Linked DNA regions of Astyanax mexicanus: region 2 is linked to region 1. Evidence: chromatin contacts called from public Hi-C data. All regions are on one chromosome and are shown on one strand. Each heading gives the region's core, a stretch centred on a gene start, on an enhancer-like site or on the middle of the called end of the contact. The rest is flanking DNA. Distances are from core to core; before and after follow the strand shown.

Evidence for each region. A called contact is a pair of places that touch in the nucleus more often than the background predicts.
Region 2: a contact with region 1 is called in a Hi-C map of blood, with 5 times the contacts expected there. The contact joins the promoter of ldhd here to the enhancer-like site in region 1. A contact is called at or near these places in 2 of 3 Hi-C or Micro-C datasets (blood and muscle).

What each region holds. Positions count from the first base shown.
Region 1 is chr10:7,370,437-7,374,606 of AstMex3_surface, forward strand. It overlaps snrkb (SNF related kinase b), which reads right to left. Exons shown (of 6, transcript XM_049483846.1): 5 at 3,616-3,732; 6 at 1-2,809. The coding sequence ends at 1,663. Among protein-coding and RNA genes, the nearest start is that of ano10b, 27 kb to the left of the region's middle. Within about 2 kb of position 1,810, the one cell type or tissue checked has an H3K27ac peak away from gene starts, as active enhancers do.
Region 2 is chr10:7,439,685-7,443,908 of AstMex3_surface, forward strand. It overlaps ldhd (lactate dehydrogenase D), which reads left to right and starts at 1,826. Exons shown (of 11, transcript XM_022683881.2): 1 at 1,826-2,027; 2 at 3,304-3,416. The coding sequence starts at 1,941.

The sequences.
Region 1 (4,170 bases), core at 560-3,059:
AAAAACACATCAAAAAAATAGCTTCAGGAAGACCAGTCTTCTCTCGTCGGATAATGTCCTTTTCACAGAAAGTCTTTCACTATAACCTCTGTTCAAGTCCTTTTCCATGGAAAAATGTATTTCAGATATATTCCAAAGCCTTTCCCTGGTCAACCCAGCTAGCGTGGCGCTAATGCTAGTCTAAGCTTTGCTAATGTAGCATGCTCCCGTATCCGTGCTCCCAAACAGTTAAATGCTCAATCTGCCTCTCATGCATCCTGGCCCTACTAAACCCCCCCACTTACAGTCTGGCCAGAGGAACAGGGACAGATGCCATAGGGCCAATGCCATGCACCTTCCTACACTAGACTGTGATCCATTAACTGAACCAAACTGCGGTTCTCAAAGGTTTCCCAGCGTCATGCTGATTGTTATGTGGTATCTAATAGTAATCTTGAATGCGATGGAGATGCTGTGAGGCCTCAGGAAACCTAAAATCTGGAGTCATCTTCAGACAAATTCAGAACTTTTTTTTCTCTGTCTGGGTTTTAAGTGCAGGAAATAATTTAACCAGCTAACTGATGCTCGGCGCATTAGCCAATGCAAAAATGAAAAATCAACAATATTAATAGTGCTATACACCAAACATCCATAACATTAGCACCACTGATAAGTGAACTTGGGAATATATATATTGATTATATTAATCTACAGAGGCTTTTTCTGTTCTTAAGTTCATATGGTGGAAGCAAGAAAGCCAAAAAAGAAAAGGATCTGAGACACTCCAAACTGAAAATAACTAAACAGTAATGGCTGAACGATTGGTTCAAAATATCTCCAGAACATCAAGCGTGTCTTGTGGAGTGTTCCCCATTAAGGAAGGCCAGCCGATGGAGCGGCAATAGGATCACAGGACCCAAGCATCACTGATGCTCATGCTAACAGCACCTGCTGTTAATTTTTTTTTGTTTTTTTTGGTCAATAAATTCTCCGAATAGTAGCAAGGACTTAATACACAATATTAGGAGGTGGTGCTAATGTTATGGCTGATCAGTTTATGTTTCATTTTACACTAAAGCATGTAATCAAACTATTTATTTAACATCTGCTTCACATGTGCTTTACATCTCCCTCTTGACTTGACATCTTTTTTAGGTGAAGATCTGTTCTGGAGAAGCCGTTAAGAGTGCAAAACAACAAAGCGATTGTATTAAACAGGGGGCTTCTACACTGGCAAGACATACTCTAGCTCTAGTAAAGGTCACTGAGATAGCACACAATGCAGCGAATGGCATCAGTAGATACAGGTGTTTATATACACAGCAGCGCTAGGAGGTTAGCCGCCACACGGGAAAGCAGCAGGGACTGCTGGGTTGGGGGTGGGAGCAGCTACAGGTGTAAGATAAGTAGATTGGGCGCTTTCTGTGTGTAGCCAGAGCACCTCTGAGGTCACAGTAAGAGAGGAGAACACACACACTGTGTCTTTTAAAAACTACTGGTGTTGGAGAAGGGAGGAGAAATGAGAAGTAACCTGATCCACGAGCTAGCATGATTTAATGATGCTGGAGAAGGTCTGGACGGCTTATACACGTTTAGGGAATGTAGAGATCTGGGAAAGAGAGAGGCTTGCTCTCGATCTTTCACATTCTCCTCATTCATTCTCATCAGAACGTCTCTCTCGTCCTATAGCACGTGGCAACAGTTATACTGTGCGAAGGGAAGCAGTTTTTCTTTGGAGGTGGGCTGAATATTGAAGGACAGGGCTTTCTCACAGAGAGGAAACTGCAACAGGCGGTCTCGCAGGTTCACGTTCTTGTTCTTGATGTCCGTCCCGGCATCCCTAGATACCCGGTGGCCCTGTTGAGGTTTGGTATGGGTCTCTTCCACTTTCTCACCCTCCCCACCCATCCTGCGCATCTCCACTCCATCTGGGCCCAGGTCCACGCAGTGGTTCTTGGGCAAAGAGCGTGGTGAACTGCAGGGGGCAGAGATCACACCTTTGTCCAGAAGCTTTGCCTTGGAAGGAGTGTTGTTATTGTCCTCTAGAGTGTCCTTGGAGGGCTCAAGTTGACCCAAGCAACATTGCACAGCATTAAGTCTAGGTGCTTCTGTTGGAGGAGGTCCATTCTGCTCCCTCCGTCCTTCATCTTCAGTGCTGTCAAGATTGTTCCCCAGTCCATCCCTTCCTGGGTGCTTATTGTTCTGTGTTCCCTCAGTCTGGGACATGGTCTCCTTATCTTCACTGATTTGTTTGCTGGTGTGCTTCTCTTGATGCTCCTCAGTCATCCTGCAGATATTAGCCGCTAAATCTTGTGATTCCTGTTCTTTACCACATTCTTCTTCCACCTCTTGAAGTGCCTCCTCTACTAACATCCCAACCTTCCCTCTTCCTTTCCTCTGCTCTGAGCCAGAAAGTGAGTGAGACGATTCTGAAGAAGGTTCTTCTGACACTTCTAAGCAAGGTTTGCTAACCTGCTGAGCAGATTGAACTTCACCTTGCTCCTTTTCTTCACCTTCCACATCGTCCTCCTCTTCTTCTTCACAGATTTGTTGTAGAGCCCCAAGGCTTTTCACAGTTGGGGCTGGTTCTGGAGCTACAGAACGGAGACTAAGACCCAGGCAGGAGCTTGGGGCACCAAAGTCGCCGAAGGAGCCGTCTTGACGACTGGTTTTGGGAGCCAGCAGGTCTCCGGATTCACACACGCCCCGGCGGGGGAACCCTGGAGATAGGGAGCCTAGTGGAGCCACAGGAGCCAAAGTTGCACCTCTCAGGGGATCGGCCTGGGGACTCCGGCCCTCCACCAGGTCCAGTGGCTCAGATAAGGGCCTCCTGTCGAGGTGAGAAAGTTAGTTCAGCATGCGTTACATTCCAGTATCATGGTCATCATCTTATAACGGGTAACATACTGTAAATATTCAGTTGATTTCAGGGGTGTGAAAGTGTATTTGTGGATAGACAGAACTTCCAACAGAGCAAAAGACTTTGATACATGTGTCAACTTATGGTAATAGCTTAGTGACATAATTCACATAAGTCACATAATTTAACCCATTAACAGGCAGGCATTTTTGTACAATTTCTGCCTAATAATACACGCCTTTATCCTGAGGATTTCAATTCAAGCATAACATATAAAGGTTTCATGTTTGATAAGACTAAATCTTTAAAAAAAACTATTTAAAATATTAAAAAGCTAAATCTGCAACTGTCAAAATGTAATGAATAAAAATAACAAAATTGGTGCTTTTTTGAATTGAAATAACTGATTTTAAAATCAATATTTTAGTGAATACAATTTAAACACTTCATGTTCTCCAAATCTTTCATTTCATTACAAAACTACTAGTTTTTGTGCCTATTTTCAAAGATGCATAATTTGAAGTTGAATCCTATTACTTAAATATAAAGTGGATTAGAGAGTGAACTACTTTTTGTAGTCCTGTAGGAATCTCCAAATCCCTCAAAGTTTTCAGAATGTAAATAACTTATTTTACTGCAGATAAAGGGGGTTTTATATACGGCCAAGGCCTGGTAAGTGGTTAATGGTAATTTAATGCTTCATGCTGATGTTAAGCAGGAGGTAAAGAGGAAGATACATGCATTGTTATATGCAGACAGGTGTGTGTTTGACTCACTCTGTATGCCTTTGCTCTGGAGCGAGGCCATTTTGCTCCTGCTTGTCTCGTAGGATGCGTTCTCCCAGTAGGTAATATGTAGCTGTGATGTGGTTATATCTGTCAGCCTCCAGTGCTCTAAAACACACACAAACACACAAAAACTTTACATACATAAAGCACAAATGTGACCAATTTAATTTGTTTTTTCACCGCCTTGATAACTAAAGATGCAATAGATCACTAAACAATACTGTCTTAAGAAATGATTTCCAAACAAGATCATCAACAGTGTTGAAAATGTGCTTAACAATATTACTCAGAATTTCACATCATCATTAATAAACTACTCATTAGCAGAGATGTATAAAGTACTAGAGACCCAGATGAGTAAAATACAAATGCTCTTTAAGTATTCAAGATTTTTGTACTTTAGTATTGCAGGTAGTTTATTGTAAAATGTAGTACTGAAGTACTGAACATAAAAGTACAGTACTGTGTTATTAGTGTAGTTATTACAGAAATCAGTGGAAAGTTAGCGGCTCTGGCCTTAGTGATGTGAGTTTGAAAGATCTC
Region 2 (4,224 bases), core at 576-3,075, 69 kb after region 1:
CCCGGGGCCATCAGCACATGTGCTCCTGCAGTGGCCTTTTTACCATCTGCTTTGGTTTGTATGTAAATTCCAGGCTTCTTTCTCCGTCAGTGAGTGTTAGAATTATCCTGTAGCTCTGTACAGTACTGCAGGTTTACTGAAACAAACAAACCATCGGTCAGATTTGTGTTTTAGAGTCATAGTCAGAGTCATAGTTCTAAAAGGCAGAGGGCAGATTACTGAAGGAAACACTGATGCGATGCTTTTTCTGATAGAAAGTGTAAACAGGGAAAGGCCTCAGTTATGACTGATTCTTCTAAAATTGAATGATTTTTGATAACTGATTTTATTTTTTTATTATTTTGAATTATTAATAGTGAATGAGAAGGGAAATGTGAGGACAGATTGCAGGTCTAAGGTCCTGCAGGCCATAGCACAGCCATGCTGATGATCTAAAGAGAAGTGCAACAGCTCCACCATGTGAACTATCTGGATACTGTTACTCACATGTCACGTGATGTATTGAGAGTCAGAGCTGACTCTACTTTTGTGAATTAACCAACAGAATAAAGAACTGTTCAATAATAATCAGATTTTTTTCTTGTTAAATAGTTTCCTTTATATTCCAAATAGTTTTCTATTCTATTTTATTCTATTCTATTCTATTCATGATCTTTTCTGGTATTTTTTGGTTCCGAATTAATTTATATTATATTCCTCGAAACCTAAAACCTACAAATTCTATCCAGATTATTTTATATTTTTCTAAATGTTTCCGTTATGTTTTTAATTATGTCACGTCTGGTGCTGTTAGCTCCTCTGTCCCTTCCACACCCAGCTCTAACGGAGGTTCTCAGGTCAACAACTACATTACCCAGAATGCACCACCCGCTGACATCACGCACTCACCTGATCACGTGACACCTCACCTGCTTCCTCCAGGAAGTCCTGAATACTGATTACTGGCACTATAAAAGAGCACTCCACACAAACACCCACGCCGTGTATTGTAGGTTCTCCTCTTTACAAAGCGTTCTATATCTCTTGTATCAGTTTATCTTGTGTATGACCTTGCCTTTGTTTTCTCAACGCCGATTATTGCCTTTGCCTCTGATATTGAATTGCTTGTGTATTACCTGGACTGTGTTTTCACTACTGCCTCTTGGATTACCTTGGATATTTTTATCAGTATCTGCACGTGTCTGCAATTCTGTGCTCACCATGACAAATTACATTCTTAGCTTTTTTTAGTTACTTGTTCCATCCTAAAGGGTTCTAAATAAAAAAAATCTAAATTGTATTTGGTTTTTATTCTATTATTTCAAGTTCTGTTTTGTTCTAAATACTTTTCTATTGTGCTCTTAATTCTTTTCTATTCGTATCCCATGTTTTTTGTTATATCCTAAATGGTCTATTATATATTATATATTATAGATCAATTATATGCAGAGTATTCTATATTATTCTAAATGATTCCAAATTATTCTATTCTATTCTATTCGTTTCCCATGTTTTTTTTTGTTATATCCTAAATGGTCTATTATATATTATACATTATAGATCAATTCTATGCAGAGTATTCTATATTATTCTAAATTATTCCAAATAATTCTATTCTATTCTATTCTACTGGATTCTGCTCGGTTCCTTCTTTTCGTTTGAGACTCAGTCTTAAATTGCCTTTATACAGTCAAAGTGGAAAAAATAATTGAATAAATAAATAGTGCACAGAACTGTAAGTCAGCTAAAGACCCGTTTGGGACGCGTCCCGCTGCACAGAGGGCGGGGCTTACAGAGAAAAGGGGCGTTGGGCTCTGGCTCTGCGGCTCTGATTGGTCGTCACGCTGCTCCCGGAAGAACATCAGTACAGTGTGTGAGTGTGTGTGTGATTGTGAGTGTGTATGTGTTTAGTGTATGTGTGTGTAGTGTGAGGACGGTGAAGGTGTGCAGGTGTGGGAGTCATGGCCGGAGCTCTGCTCAGATCAGCGCTGCGCCTGAAGCCTCGGCTGCGGCCCGCAGGAGCAGAGAGGAGGCGCTACAGCCAGAGGGTGAGGCTTCGTGCTGGGGTTCAGGGGGTAAACATTCAGAAACAGCAGCAGCACCTTTAACTCAGCTAGATTAATTTACTAAACTCAGAGCTTAGAGTAGTTCTCTTTTCCTAACCAGCCTGTAGTCCTGCAGTACTCTACTCTTACTCTACAATTCTGTGTTCCACCTTAAGTATTTATAATATAGAAGAAGTAGGGTGCGCCTCTACTCATCACCATCTTCATCACTGATCATTCAGAGCTTTTTTTTTTTTTCATTATTTTAAAAATGTTCTGCATTGTTGATTAATACGAATACTAGTAAGTCCTTCAAACTATAACAACATACATTTGCATCGCAAAGAAATTGAATCTCATTAGAATATCATTGAAAAGTTACTTTATTTCAGTAATTCAGTCCAAAAAGTGTAACTCATGTATTATATAGATGCATTACACACAGATTGATCTATTTTAATCGTTTATTTATTTTATTGTATGATTATGGCTTACAGCCAATGAGATGTGGGCCGCGTGCCAAATCCTGCTGGAAAATGAAATCTGCATCTCCATAAAAGTTATCAGCAGAATGAAGCAAGAAGTGGTCAAGGAAAACGCTGCACTGTTTTCCACAGATTGTGGAAACTTCACACTAGACCTCAAGCAGTTTGGACTGTGTGTCTCTCCACTCTTCCTCCAGACTCTGGTCACTTGGTTTCCAAATGAAATGTAAAATTTACTGATGGTCACAAACCAGAATATGTTTTATATTTTAGATTATACCTCTTGATTAGATGGCAGCTTTAAACATCTTTGCGTTTTCACAGTAAGCTTTATGAGGTAGAGTCTAGAATGGTTTTCAATTAACAGCTGTGCTGAACTTATCCTGTGCCGAAAGTATTCTCAAGTGCAGTCACAATCAAAAATCAAAAATAGTCAGTGCCTCTGAACATGCTCCCTACACTGCTCATAAAGTTACATTGTACACCCAACTGTTATCAAACACACAGTGAAATGTGGCTTACAGAGTATGAGGCTACTTTTCTGCTTTTTAAATCAAATCAAAGAATGTTTTATCACATCCATAGTCATCATGTGGTATAACTTGCAGTAACTGCTTTGATGACAGTTGCATGGTACAGTTATGTAAGTAACTGATAGAATGTATATATTATGCACAAATGTGTATTTATAAACAAACAAGAATGTGTAAATCTACACAAATATACAATATTGAATATAGAAGTAAAGTGTGAAGTGTAAATAAATGTTATCATGTTCTGTATGTTCTCTGCAGAGTGAAGGGCTTGAGCGAGCAGTAGCAGCGTTCCGCTCCGTCAGTGGGGATGAAGGTGTGAGTCTGGGTGAAGCAGTCAGGGAACAGCATGGGAGGGATGAGTCAGTGCACAGGTGAGACAGCAGAGACCTCCCCTTCCAGTAATTTACTGTTTACTGTTCACAACCAAGACTCACCTGTGAGCTTAAGAAAAGTATGTTACTGTAACACCACTCCTGTAGTAGTATTGTGCGATATAGTTTATTCTAAGTACCTTATTTTTCACAGAAATCATCAGTTTGCCTTAAAATCCAGTGTGCCCGATGTATGATGTATGTATTATTGTATTATGTATGAATTTTACCAGTCAAGCATTTAACTCCCCCAAATAAACAGTTTTCAGAAGAGAAATCTGTGTAGAGCTGGTTTGACTTTAAAATATATATATATATATTTTTAAGAAATACAGTTTTGTTTACTTAACTTATCTTAGCTTTACAGCCACAGAGTACGAAACCTGCTGAATTAGGAGGAAATCATGGTGACACACCTGTGCCTTACTAGCGTAACATAATGCACCTTATAATCCAGTGCAATTTATAGTACAAAAATATGATATTAGTAGATTTTAGTAGAATTTAGATATTTGACAATAATTTGATCAAAAGTTTACTTAGTGACATCTAAATATATAAAATATATATATATATAAAATATATAAAATAAAATGCATTTCCAGTATTGTTTGTTGGTATATATCTTTTTTTTAATGAATGCTTTCCAGCCTGAGGACTCACTGATATGTAATCTGTGAGTAGTGATATGTAATCACTAGTCAGTGGCACTCTGATATGATAAGTATATTATCTGTATAGTTTTATAGTCTTTACTCAAGTCCTGAATTATTAAGCTCAGAACTCCAGCATAGTTAGCTGCATTGCT